Regions from separate parts of the Mus musculus genome. Here region 1 is linked to region 2. A link is a contact called in public Hi-C data. All regions are on one chromosome and are shown on one strand. The core of a region is the stretch at or near the end of the contact, and the rest is flanking DNA. Distances in the headings are between cores, read along the strand shown. Region 1 overlaps Dlc1 (deleted in liver cancer 1). Region 2 overlaps Dlc1 (deleted in liver cancer 1).

Region 1 (5,762 bases), core at 2,636-5,135, 180 kb after region 2:
TATTTTAGAAGTGATGGAACAAAAGAAATCTTCAAACAAACCAAAACCAAAATAATGTTTTAGTTAAGTGGAGGAAAGAAAAGAGAAACCACCAGGAAACAAAAATGTTTTCCATAAACAGCAAATCCTGGGATGTTTTGTACTGCTTAAAATATAATATACTTTTTGAAATTTGTTAGACTTCAGATAAATATCTTTACATAATATACATATACACAGACAGACTATTGATACTAGCTTCTTGTCTTAGACAGTTCTATTCCTATATGACAGTCTGCTTCTTGACATCACACATCCAGGATGAGACCACAGAACAACATGGTCTTTCTGAACATGAGGACTCAAACATATTAGGTTGACTTCAGTGTTCATATAACAATCCCACTCCCCATTAAACTGCTAAATTACTCCAGCATTTTAGTGACTCCAAATCACATGCAGTAAAGTTCTGAACAGAATATTTTACAATAAAATTGCATTTGTTTTAAAAAATGCTTAGAGTAGTATGTGTGTGTGTGTGTGTGTGTGTGTGTGTGTGTGAGCTATAGATCAACATTGAGTAGCTTCCTCAATCATTCCTTATCTTAGTTTCTGAAACAAGAACTCTCACTGAACATGGAGTCCGTCAGAGCAACTGTGCTGGTTGACCAATGTCCTTCCTCCCACAACACCCCTACCACCAGTTCTGGGCATGTAGATGTGTGCCATTGTGCCCAACTTGTACATGGGTATTGAGAAATCCAGCTCAGGTCCTCATGTTTGTGCAGAAAACATTTTATAGATAGAGCTATTTCTGTGGGACCACACTTTAAAAAATGTAATATGTTTATGTGTTATGTTTGATTGTGAGTGTGTGTGTGTGTTTGTGTGTGTGTTGGGTAATGAGTGTGCTCATGAAGGTAGAAGCCAAAGGCCTACAGAAGGTCTCTTAGTGTAGGGTTATGCATGTAGTTGGAAGCCAGAGGTTGGCAGTGGGGGTCTTCCCCAGAACATCTCTGCCTCAGTCAGAGTTTTACTGCTGTGAACAGACACCATGACCAAGGCAAATCTTATAAGGACAACATTTAATCTGGGTTGGCTTACAGGCTCAGTGGTTCAGTCCATATTGTCAAGGTGGGAACATGGCAATATCCAGGTATGCATAGTTCTGGAGGAACTGAGAGGTCTGCATCTTCATCTGAATGCTGCTAAGACAAGACTGACTTCCAAGCAGCTAGGATGAGGGTCTTAAAGCCCACACTCATAGTGACACACCTACACCAACAGGGCCACACCTTCTAATAGTGTCACTCCCTCGGCTGAGCATATACAAGCCATCACAATCTCCACTCTATTTTTTTGAGACTCTAGATATCTCACTGAAAGAGAAGTTGACTTACTGGCTGGATAGACAGCTCCAGGGATTTGCTTGTCTTTGCTTACACAGTAGTGGGGCTATACATGTGTATCTCTATGCCCATTTTTCACGTGGTACTAAGTTTGAACACAAATCTTTATACTTGTGTGGTAAGCTCCTTACTGACAGCCATCACCCCAGCTCTGACTTTAGCCATTTTTGAAAGCTGTTCTGGAGTGGATCAGTGTGTTGTCCCGCCAGCATAAAGCATTGTGGGCCCTGTTCAATCTCTTTCAAAGACTTTTAGTTTTGTAGTATTTCTAGCCTTGAGTCACCTGGGTCAAGAAAGTACTTGAAAATAGAGAATTTAGAGAACACATTCGAGCGTTCTGGAAGCCTCTGGAAACATTCGAATAAATGCTGTGGAATGATTTTGTCTTGGTTTTGCTTTTCCTCTGAGAAGTAAATTATAAGTTGCTTAATGAGCCCATCTGTAAATCCAATGTGGGGGATGCTTTAGAATATTTCCTGGTAGTTTTTCTGAGTTTCTTCTGGAATGGTTGTGCAATAAGTGACCCCGTGATGCTCAAAATGCCCAACTGAAGGCTGGAGAAAGAGACGTGAGCTCCCTGTGTGTCTTCCTGAAAGGTCCAGGGACCAATTACATCACCTCTGTGGTGTGTCTGGATAAGGCAAGGCTAGAAGAGAAAAGAAATGAACCCAGGTTTTACTAAACAACAGCAGTTTTCACATAGCAATTGCTGTTGATGCTGCTTTCCTGTTTTTTGTTTTTGGTTTTTTTGTTTGTTTGTTTGTTTTATTCCCCAAAGTAGGGTCTGAACTCAGGACAAATGCTATGTCTGCCACTGAGGTAAATTCTTAACTCTATTTCTTACTAAATGACAAATCCCCCCCCTCTCTGGGTGTGCATGCGTGCGTGTGTGCGTGCGTGCGTACACACATGTACTTGATGGCCCATAAGTAGAGGGAAGAGGACAACTTTTGGGACTGGGTTTTCACCTTCCACCTTGTTGAGACAGGGCCTCTCTTGTTTCTGCCCATGTCCTAGGTGCTCCAGGTTAGCTGACCCACTAACTCCCGACTCTGCCTCTCATCTCACACTAGGAGTGTTGGGATTGGTGCTGCTTGACACGACATCAGCTTTTTATATGGGTGCTGGGGACTGAACTCAGGCCTTTGTCTGGCTTGCATGCCAACTGCTTCCATCCTCTGAGAAATGGTCCTGCCTTACTTCTCACTACTTCCTATAAAACTTTGAAAATTATGTTTATGGTATCTGATGATGATGATGATGATGATGATGACGACGATGATGGTTTAAATAATTTCTTTCAAGACATCATTTTCAAATCCGTGTTACATATATCACATCACATGAAAAATACAGATGTTCAGTGAGGACTCAAACTAGTCAAGGTGGGTTATAGTCTGCTTTGGATAAAAGACCCTTCCAGTTGCCTTCAGTGGACCTGGTGGCAAAGGCCTGTCATTCTAGTTTATGGGGGAAGCTGAGTCAGCAGGATCACCTGTTCAAGACCTCCTTGGTCTACAGAGTGAGTTCCAGGCCACCTTGGGTAACTTGGTGAGAACCAGTCTGAAAATGACAAGAGAGAGAAAGCTGGAGATATAATTCAAGGGCAGACACTTGCTAGCATGCACCAGGAAATGGGTTTAAACCTTAGTGCTAAAAAAAAGTACAGTTCTCAGACCCCCACTTAAAGTATGGCTTTAGTAAGTGTATATACATGAAAATTTGCATAGGTCAAAACACATCTGCATTGTCAATTGGTTAGACTGACACTTCCTTTTTTGCCTAACGTTGACCTCCCAGATATCTATAAACCTGTTCATGTCACCAGATGCCACAGTAGAAGAGAAAACACAGCAAATCTCACTGTGAGTCAGATCCAGAATATATTCTGAGTGTCTTCTTTACTAGAACCTGTTCCAGGAAGAAGCAGAACCCCCAAACCCCTCTCATGAAGCTAACTTTGCAACAGTGGAGAGTGAGCACTTGGAAAGTGGGTCAGCTAATGTGATATTCAGATACAGGTTAGGAGAGAGAGACAAGAAAACCATAGGGTGTGTGGAAGGGGGGTGGCTTTAGCCCCAGTAGTCAAGGAGGTTTGGAGTGTTGGAGGTGGCACTGTGAAGCTGTGGTAGTTCCGAAAAGGAGCCTGTGCCACACAGACTTGAGAAGCAAAGGTGGGGAGCAGGGCAGTAAGCCAGGGGCCCTGGGCGTGGAAGGAGCTTGGTGCATCCCAAGGCCAAGGCCAGAGGCACTGAAGCACAGAGAAAGAAGATCCAGGGGAGAGGTCATGAAACAGACACAGGCTGGATGTGTAAGCCCTTTGGAAAAGCCTCCATGGCTGGCTACGATGGGAAACAGCTGGCAGGTCTTAAGCAGGCAGAATATCTTGATCAGATTAATGCTCTAGAAGATTACTGCTCCAGAGGCTAGACTGCGGGGGCAGGAGCAGAGGCAGGAGGGCAGCTGGGCCACTGGGAAGCAATGACCACAAGCGCTGGGCTTGTAGAAGCACCCGCATTAATCTTTTCTGGCAAGGGTAAGGAGCTGTTTGTGGGCCGAAGTGACTGTGTACATCAATGAACTACTGGGTTGATGAAGCAAGGGCTGACTTTGCCGGTTCGATTTGGTCTATTGCCTGAAGACCTGTGTCCATGGGAGAGACTCGAGTTTTTTGGTTTTCCTTTGTTAAATCCAAGATACCACGTCATAATTGTAATTACGACTTATGGATGATAGGTGCGTGTTCCCTGGCACTCTAAGCTCCTTTAAGTCCCGTAACTAATGTACACCTCTCAGGTTGAGCCAGGTCTACCATCATAGCTGTTAACACTCGAGTTACTGACAACGTCTGACTCAGTTTCCAGAGAACATCTAGACCAGAGAGAGCAAGGTGGCTTCTGTAGGACATGCAAGGGAAGGCTAGCCTAACTGAAGTCGGGTCGGGAGGTTCAAGCTGCTGGTCCTGTGCATCCCATAAACACTAGCATGCAAGGGTTCTGAAGACCGTGGATCAGGGAAAGGTCTTTCTAAGGCAGAATAGCCAGGGAAGAAAAGGTGGCTGGAGATGGTATGTTGGGGCCTTTAGCAATTTGGAAGTCTATTGACACAGGAACAGTTAAAGGGCATGACTAAGTCGTTGGAGGATTAAAAATCTGTCTAGTTCATTGTCATTAAAATATACCCTTTTTCTTTCCCTGTATTTTTGTATTTGCTTTTTATATTCATATTCTCTATCTCTATTTTTTCAGAGGGTGGGATATGAAAACCAGCAACAAGCGAAGCAACAGTTTTATGAATGGACAACTAACTACTCATATTGGTGAAGGAAATAACACGAAGTCACATTCTTTTCCAGATTGGTTTGTACTGATTCTCCCGGAATGTGACCGTCTAACAGAGGGTGCACGACAGCTAAGGGAAGGATGCCCAAACCTGGCTTCAAGTTTCTCAAGTCCTTGTGAAACCGACAGCAAATCCCCCTTTGTGATTAATTTGCCTTTCGCCAAGCTTCGAAGAAGCCTCTGGCTTTCATCAAATTAGGTCTCAACAAGTGGAAGATGGTATATATTCTGTCTTGTAGAAAATAGCAACAACAAAATACCAGATCTGATGTACTCTTTCCTAGAACCTCAGGCGTTTGTTTACCCCATATAGTCATGATATACAGGTTCATGACAACATTAAGAGAAAAATACTGACCTGCTACTGACATTCATACACGCTACGATTTGAAATTGTGACTCCATTACCTTCAAAACAACCTGACTTTGACCAAGAATGTATTTTTGTAAACAATCATTTTTGCAAATCATAAAAGTTAATTCATAATTCCATTTTTAAAGTTCTTTAAAATGTTTAATTTTTATTCTATGTATATGGATGTTTTGCTTACATGTATATCTGTGCTCTCTGTGTGTGTGTGTGTGTGTGTCTGTGGAGGCCAGAAGAGAGAAACTGAGATGAAGATGGTTGTTAGCCACATTGTAGGTGCTAGAATTTGAATTCAGGTTTACTGGACAAGCAACTGCTCTTTACGGAAGAGTCACTTCTCCAGTCTGAAAGTAACTTTTGATGAGTTGCATTTTAATTTTAACTGGTAGGCAGTCCATCTATACAAAATGAAAAATCTAAGAGCACAACTGTGTGGCTCAGTGGGTAAAGTGCCTGCCCTACAAGTATGAAAGCCTGAGTTCAGATCCCCATCAGTCCTGTACGAAGAAGCTGGGAGCAGCAGTGATGTGTCTGTAATCACAGTGTTGGAGATGGAGACAGGAAGATCCTTAAATTTTTCTCGCCAGTTATTCTAGCCACATCGACAAGCTCTAAGTTCAGTGAGAGAGCCTGTCTCAAAAGTTAAGGAGGTGTGCTACTGAG
Region 2 (6,584 bases), core at 2,078-4,577:
CTTCTTCCCTGGCATTCTGAGTCCTGGGGAGGCAGGGAACAGGGTGCTGACATACACATGGGACTTTTTCCTGTTATAAGGGTGTGGTCCGGAGTTTGGACAATCTGCTGGAATTCAGAGGCACCAGATGGTGTCCTCCGCCCAAAGAGTTTCTTGCCTATTCCACGGTAGGGAGCTCTTAAATCACTCATGTGGCTCTCAGTACTATTAAAGAAAAAAAAAGAAAAGATGGAAGCTTGGGGCGTTTTCTATCTACCCTCTTGATCTGTTGAAGATTGGAGACAGAGATGCTGCTTTCTAGGAAAGAAAATTCCTAGAAATAATCTAAGGAGGGGGATAAAGAAGCCACTTTCCCCCCTGTGATGTGATGACAGCTTAATAAAGGGTTTTACTCTGAAAGAAGGAAACCTCCTCCATGGAGACATTCCACAAGCCTGCACCCGGACCGACCGAGCACTTGAGATGACACCTCAATGAAGCAGAAATCACGGCAAGTGAAATTTCCTCTGGGGAATCCTTTTGCCCAAGCAATTGCAAAGTACTGCTTTTAACCACTCAAACCAGGCCAGGGAGTGGTTCCCGTCACTGCCATGGTGTGCAGAAGTGAGGTCCCGAGTGACAGGGCTGTCAGGAACTCCAGCCTCCACATTAATGTACTTTATTCCCAGGAATAGAAAATATCTCCCAGCTAATCAAAAACGGGCATCCGCGCTCCAGGATGAAGAGGTCAAACTGAGGAGGACCTGAGCTACTGAGGAGATAGGTGCAGCAACATCCCCTCTCTCTAGTTCTTGGCAGTCTAGAGTGGGATAAAAATAGACCTTTGCTGCAGCACCTCTCTACCCCATCCGCCCCACAGCCCCCATCCTGCTTTTATGTCCCATGATGATATTGGACTGTAAAGCTCATTACTTTGAATGGCAATTAAGAAAAAGAAAGTCCATTAGGACAGCACCCCTCCCCCATCTGTCAATCAATATACATATGTTAATGCATTTCTAGGACTCTATATCGAACACTTAAAGACTTCCAATTATATGCTAAGGAAAATTAGGTCTTAGGGTGCTAACTACAGACATTAAGACAGCTTCAAAAAAAAAAGAAGTGTCATAGCTTTAAGGTGCCTTATTTTCTAAAGCCTCAAGTTTGTAAAAGGTCATGTCTTGAGGTTGTACAATCAGTTTCCCTTTACCACTTCCGAAGGCCAAATACCTGATTACAGTCCTACAGCCTGCCCCATCTCTGTACCATTCATCGATCATTTCTCTCCGCAAAATAGCAAAGCTTACCATTCTGCAAAGGTCAGCTCCCCATCTAGCCGTTTGCCCCAGGGTCCTCCAGGAGGAATAGAACAGAGAAAATAAGACACTGAAAATCAGGATGTTACCTGAGCCTAAAATTAGAGATAAAGGGGATGGGAAGGTATTCCGACGGAAACAAAACAGCAGCAGACACAAAAGCAAAACCAGTCTAGTTAGTTAAGCCTTAAGCCTCTTCTGATAGAGAGAGAGAGAGAGAGAGAGAGAGAGAGAGAGAGAGAGAGAGGAGGGAGGGAGGGAGGGAGGAAGGGAGGAAGGAAGGGAGAAAAGAAGGAAAAAAGAAAGAAAGAAAATTAAGAAAAGAGTGAACTACAATGCTATGGTTTAACAAAGACCAATGAAAACACAATGAGGCCAGTGCTAGTTAAAGGTGTAAGTTTGCCTCCTCCTTTGGTCTAACCTCAAGCAAAAAGGCTGGCGTTTTTGTTTGGGTTGGGTTTTTGGTGGTTTGATGATTTAAGTTACATGGTGTGATGAGAGTGGGATATCCCCTTACCCAGTCAAATCTGTACTAAAAAAAAAAAGATAAATATATCAAAATATAGAAATTAATATATATAAATATACTTCAAAATATAAAAAGCATATTCCCATCTTCCAGATGGATTAAGAAATCATTTTCTTTAAAATTGCTTAGGACCCCAGCACCTGAAGTACACACAATTTGATAGTTGAATGTTAACTCACGTTGATCCCTATAAATACATAAAGGTTCCCATTTGGGGACCTTCCCAGTCTGTTTACACACACCAGCAGGAAGGGGTCCACAATGCTATCCCATTGACTGTGACCTTGGACATGGAACTTCTGTCCCAGCTGCCTCTCAGCAGGGGACAGGCTTTTCAAGGATGCCTTTGCAAAGTTCTGGAATTTCCCTTGGGGTGACTTTGACAGATGCACTCGCATCACACAAAATCCCCTTTCCATATCATTATAGCTTGGTTTGAAACGGGGAATTCAGTGGACATTGGCTGTCCTATGAGGCCTCTATTTTACCCAGATTGGAGAAAATATTCCGGTTCTGTCACCTGAGTGTGACAAAGTGCGGCTGTAGGGCAGAGCCATACCTGGGTCACAGACCATTTCACTCCAAAGGCCGTTTTCCTCACTGGCTTTCTAAGTATGGGGAGCCTGGGAGTGCCTCAACCTCAGGGTGTGGGAGCCTTTTGTCCCTCAGACATCCTTTGGAGACTCCTACAGGAGAAGGAAGGCGCCTCTGTGACAGGAATCAGGAAGTGACTTCCAGTTCGCTCCGCAGGACACTTAGAGGCGGGGTGGGTAAGAGATCAAAATGTGGGTGGTGTCACAGACAACTGAGGGCCCAGCTCACCAGAGCTTAGGGTTCCGTTAGCTTTGGATTTGTCCTCCACTAGTGGAGAAGCCGACTTGAAAAGGCCACCGAGTAGAGTTAGGCATGGAGAAAAAAAGTACTCAGTGTCATAAAAACCTACATCTGCTAACAGAACTAAACCTGGGGTCAGGGGTGATGAAGAGAAACCTTCCCATTGTGTTGGTTTGGCTTACAAAGTTTACCCGCAGCACCCAAAAGCCTTCCTTCTTAGCAGGAAGAAATTTTGCAAGATGCCAGGCAACTATTTCCATTGATCTCTAACACAGACACTTCTCTCAGAAACCAACCTCCCAACACCCTCACTGGAGAAGGCACTGCTTAGTCCAGCCCAGTGGAGGTCTGACTTTGTAGATGTGGTATTCTGAGACTCTCACAGACGGTAAGGACAGACGCTCTTGTCTCTCTATCTGCTAGGCTGCAATCACATTACACAGATACCCCCAGGAAACAGCAGTCTTTGCAAGACTCTGTCAGAACATTCTAGAAAAGCGTGACTCTTGACTGTGAGTGAGGCTCTGTAACATGCAGAGTTGTCTTCCCGTCTGCCACTACTTAGGATAGCAAGCAAGAAAAAAAAAAAAACCTAGTACAAAGAAGGTCTAGGCGGAATCATGCGATGATTAACTGTCCCCGGGAAGTCTCTCCACCCTTATCATGGCTCATCATAATCCCCCACAATGGGGCCACCTAAGGGAGAAGTGTTGACAGACAGGGCAGGCTGACAGACAAGACAGACCTCCCCAGCTGGAAATCTACCCTTTCCACATCAACTGAGTGTCCCCCTAGAGCAGGCCCCCCCTCCCACCCCAGCTCAACCTCAACAGAAAGAAATGAAATTATGAGATGAAGACGCTCCAGAAATAAACTATTTGTAAGTCCCCAGTAACCTCTGATGGCTAATTGTTACAATTGTTTCTATGGTATTGTTTCTATTGTGACTCTTTGTCTAATCTACGGATTTGATTGTAGGAATGTATTCAAGAAGAAAAAAAACCAAACCAAACCAAACCAAACCAAACCAAACCAAACCAAACCAAACCAAACCAAGGTACACACAAGGATGGGCACTGCGTATGGTTTCAGGAATGCCCTGGGAGCTTGAAACTTATTCCCTAAGGATAAAAGAGGGCCAGTGTAATTTGAGACTGAAAATAAAAAAGACCCACTACTGATCTCACACATTCAAAGCCGTAACGTGTACCTATAAAACAAATTGTAACCCTCCTGCGTGGTCTCCCTTCAAAGCCTACTCATACTTAACTCTGCATTCCTCCACCGGAAATGGCCAAAGTCAGAAATAGAGACAGCTGTGAAAAAGACAGATCTGTTCCAAAACCCGTTTTCCTTCTCAGTCCACAGCCCGAGGAAGAACGTGGGCTTGTGTTTTTCAGGTCAGGGCTGATATTAACTCTTCATAAACTGGGCATTCTAACTTGACCTTGACTACACAGGAGGGAACTTTTTACAGATGGGCCATGATTAAAAAAAAAAAAAAAAGACTAAGAGACAGCTATGCTTAGAGACTAGAATCATTCTTGGCCATTGTCTCTTAGCGCACATTATCACTGGCCTGTAGAATTGTTAAACGTGACAGCCACCTTTCCCCTTTTCTCCTGCTTTGTCTGGCGCGCCTGGAGCCTGGGGTACCTGGGCCAGGTTGGGTTCTGACGCTCTCTGTACAGCATGGAGACGTCAGGTCTGCACTGGTTTGGTAATATCCAGGGAGGAAGCAGAAACATCTGAGGTTATTTTTACTTCTGCAGGTCCTCTGGCTGTACAGGGTGGATCAAGTATTGTCTGGAGCCCTTTAGGACTCTTTTTTTTTTTTTTTTTTTTTTTTTTTTGCATGGCCTCATTTCCGTCTTCCTGTTGCTAGGAAAGGGAGTTAGGCATGAGAAACTTGTGTTTACAATACTGGCCCATCCTGTGCAGAACAAGGCTCTCTTCAAAAGAGTCCCATTTAGTTCACTCACTGTACTCTGGATGCCCCCAGCTCTTCTGGACCAAACCACCCTCCCTTGAATATTTCCAAATTGAGTATTTACTCGGTTAGGTCATAAAAATACCCCTCTCATTTAAACATTGCATCATGCTTTTAAGATCTCCACAGGGACACCCAGGAAAACCCAAGTACTAATTTTTGTATTTGAAGCCACCTCTTGGAGCCTCCTCACCGAGCCTCAGATTGGAAGTATCTTGCATGAGTCTCCTCTTTCCCCTTTAAGCCCCACATCGCTTCTACCAATAGGAGCTGGAGTACCAGACAGCTTAGAAGCCACTTGATTTAGTAATAGCTTGCTGCGGTCATAACACATCTATTGGCCTGTTCTATTGGTCTTTGTTCTTTTAACCACAATAAGGCCGAAGGGCAAACTGTCTTGCATGTATTCCACAATTAAAGAAAACTCCTTGGGTTGCTTCAGCATACTGAAATCTGAAATGGTTTACCATCCTCTTCACTCTTTGGAAAGTGGTGAGCATTAGAGCTACCAAAAAAAAAATAAATAAATAAAATAAATAAATAAATAAATAAATAGGGGAACTTAGAATACAAGTGACTGAGAGCAGCCTTCATCCACTCTAGGGCAAAGACCTAAGCTGGAGACCACATGTCTAGATTGCAGGCTCTATGACTTGGGGAAAAGTCAGCGCCTTATTCCTGGGCTTTTGGTGTCATTTGGCTCAGAAGAAAGTAAAGGCAATTTGTCAAAAGCAAACTCTGAGGGAAAAAGAAGAAAACCCAGCTTGAGAGAAAGTCTGTCTGCCTTGCTTCGCTTGAAACTCTCTGAACAGTAGTACTAATGAAAAAATTATGCACCCAGGCTAGGGCTTTGCTGCAAGTCTGGCACGCCTCAATAAAAGTGAACACAGGCGATCTCCAACATTTTCTCAGGAAATGTCTTGAAATAACTTCTGACGGCACATCTGCTAACCATTTGACACTCAGTCCTTCCTCAGGACTTTGGCTCTTCTGTTAGGGGGGCTGCTGCCTCGCAGGGCACCCCTCTGACCATCTGCTGCAATCTGCTTGCCAAGATGGCACCGGGTAGTCCATTAATTCCACCCTTATGGTCAGCAAATTATCCCGCAGAGGACTAGCCTGCAGTCCAGATGGAAGCAGAATTAGTCAACCTCTTAGAGCCGCTGATAGGTTTACATTTTGAGGGGCTGCAGTCCACTGGGCTATTATTTCCCCTCATCCCTTCAGAAAACAGATTTCTGCAGGGTTAAAAAAAAATGTAACTTGAGACTGGGCATTCTGCCTTCTCCAGAGCCTGATTTTTTTTTCCCCTACTCAAATGCGTCACATATGCCACCCCCACGAATCTTTTGGTAATGGATGGCCCGTGCCTAGGCTGCATTCCTCCGAATCACCAAGCCACAGCTTGAAACCACCTCTCGCCTCTAGAGAATGAGCCCATTGGTGACCACATTGGGTGTAAAAAGCCTCATTGAAAGCAAAACCGGATGGGGAGATATATTTTTCTTCCCCCTCTACTGCGCTGATTAATGACTTAGGCAGGGTTTCTCTTTTAGTTATTGGCATAATTTGCGAACAGAGTGAACTTCAGTATCCGTCACCCGCTAGGTACTTTACCTATTTGATGCTCACAACTTCCACTTGTGTCAAAAGTTACTACTCAGGGTTGGGGACAGCACAGTGAGGATGTGCCACTTCCCCAGGGTCGCGCATCAAGAGGGATGCTGGTCCCGAGTTCATTTCCCCAACCTCAGTCCTCGCACCAGAGGCCATGCGCTGAAATGACTCGCAGAGACAGAAAACCACACCAACAGGGTGGGCTATTGCTCTAGAAGCAACCCTTAAGAAGGATCAAAGGCTCTCAGCTACTGACGTTGGAGGAGGGGACAGGGGCGCAGGGTGGGGAATTAGTCCAAGACGCCGTCGCCGCTCA

The links. A called contact is a pair of places that touch in the nucleus more often than the background predicts.
Region 1: a contact with region 2 is called in a Hi-C map of rod photoreceptor, with 2.7 times the contacts expected there. The contact joins two enhancer-like sites. A contact is called at or near these places in 8 of 484 Hi-C or Micro-C datasets (cerebral cortex, rod photoreceptor, uterus and 1 more) and 2 of 115 datasets of contacts at active chromatin or transcription factors (the NIH/3T3 cell line and neural tube).

The regions. Positions count from the first base shown.
Region 1 is chr8:36,786,061-36,791,822 of GRCm38.p6, forward strand. The region is part of intron 4 of Dlc1 (deleted in liver cancer 1); the gene reads right to left. Among named protein-coding and RNA genes, the nearest start is that of Dlc1, 160 kb to the right of the region's middle. Within about 2 kb of position 3,886, at least 15 of the 459 cell types and tissues checked have an H3K27ac peak or open chromatin away from gene starts, as enhancers often do. A contact at or near this core is called in rod photoreceptor, where this site is marked.
Region 2 is chr8:36,606,209-36,612,792 of GRCm38.p6, forward strand. All of the region lies in intron 5 of Dlc1 (deleted in liver cancer 1), which reads right to left. Among named protein-coding and RNA genes, the nearest start is that of Trmt9b, 150 kb to the left of the region's middle. Within about 2 kb of position 3,328, at least 42 of the 459 cell types and tissues checked have an H3K27ac peak or open chromatin away from gene starts, as enhancers often do. A contact at or near this core is called in rod photoreceptor, where this site is marked.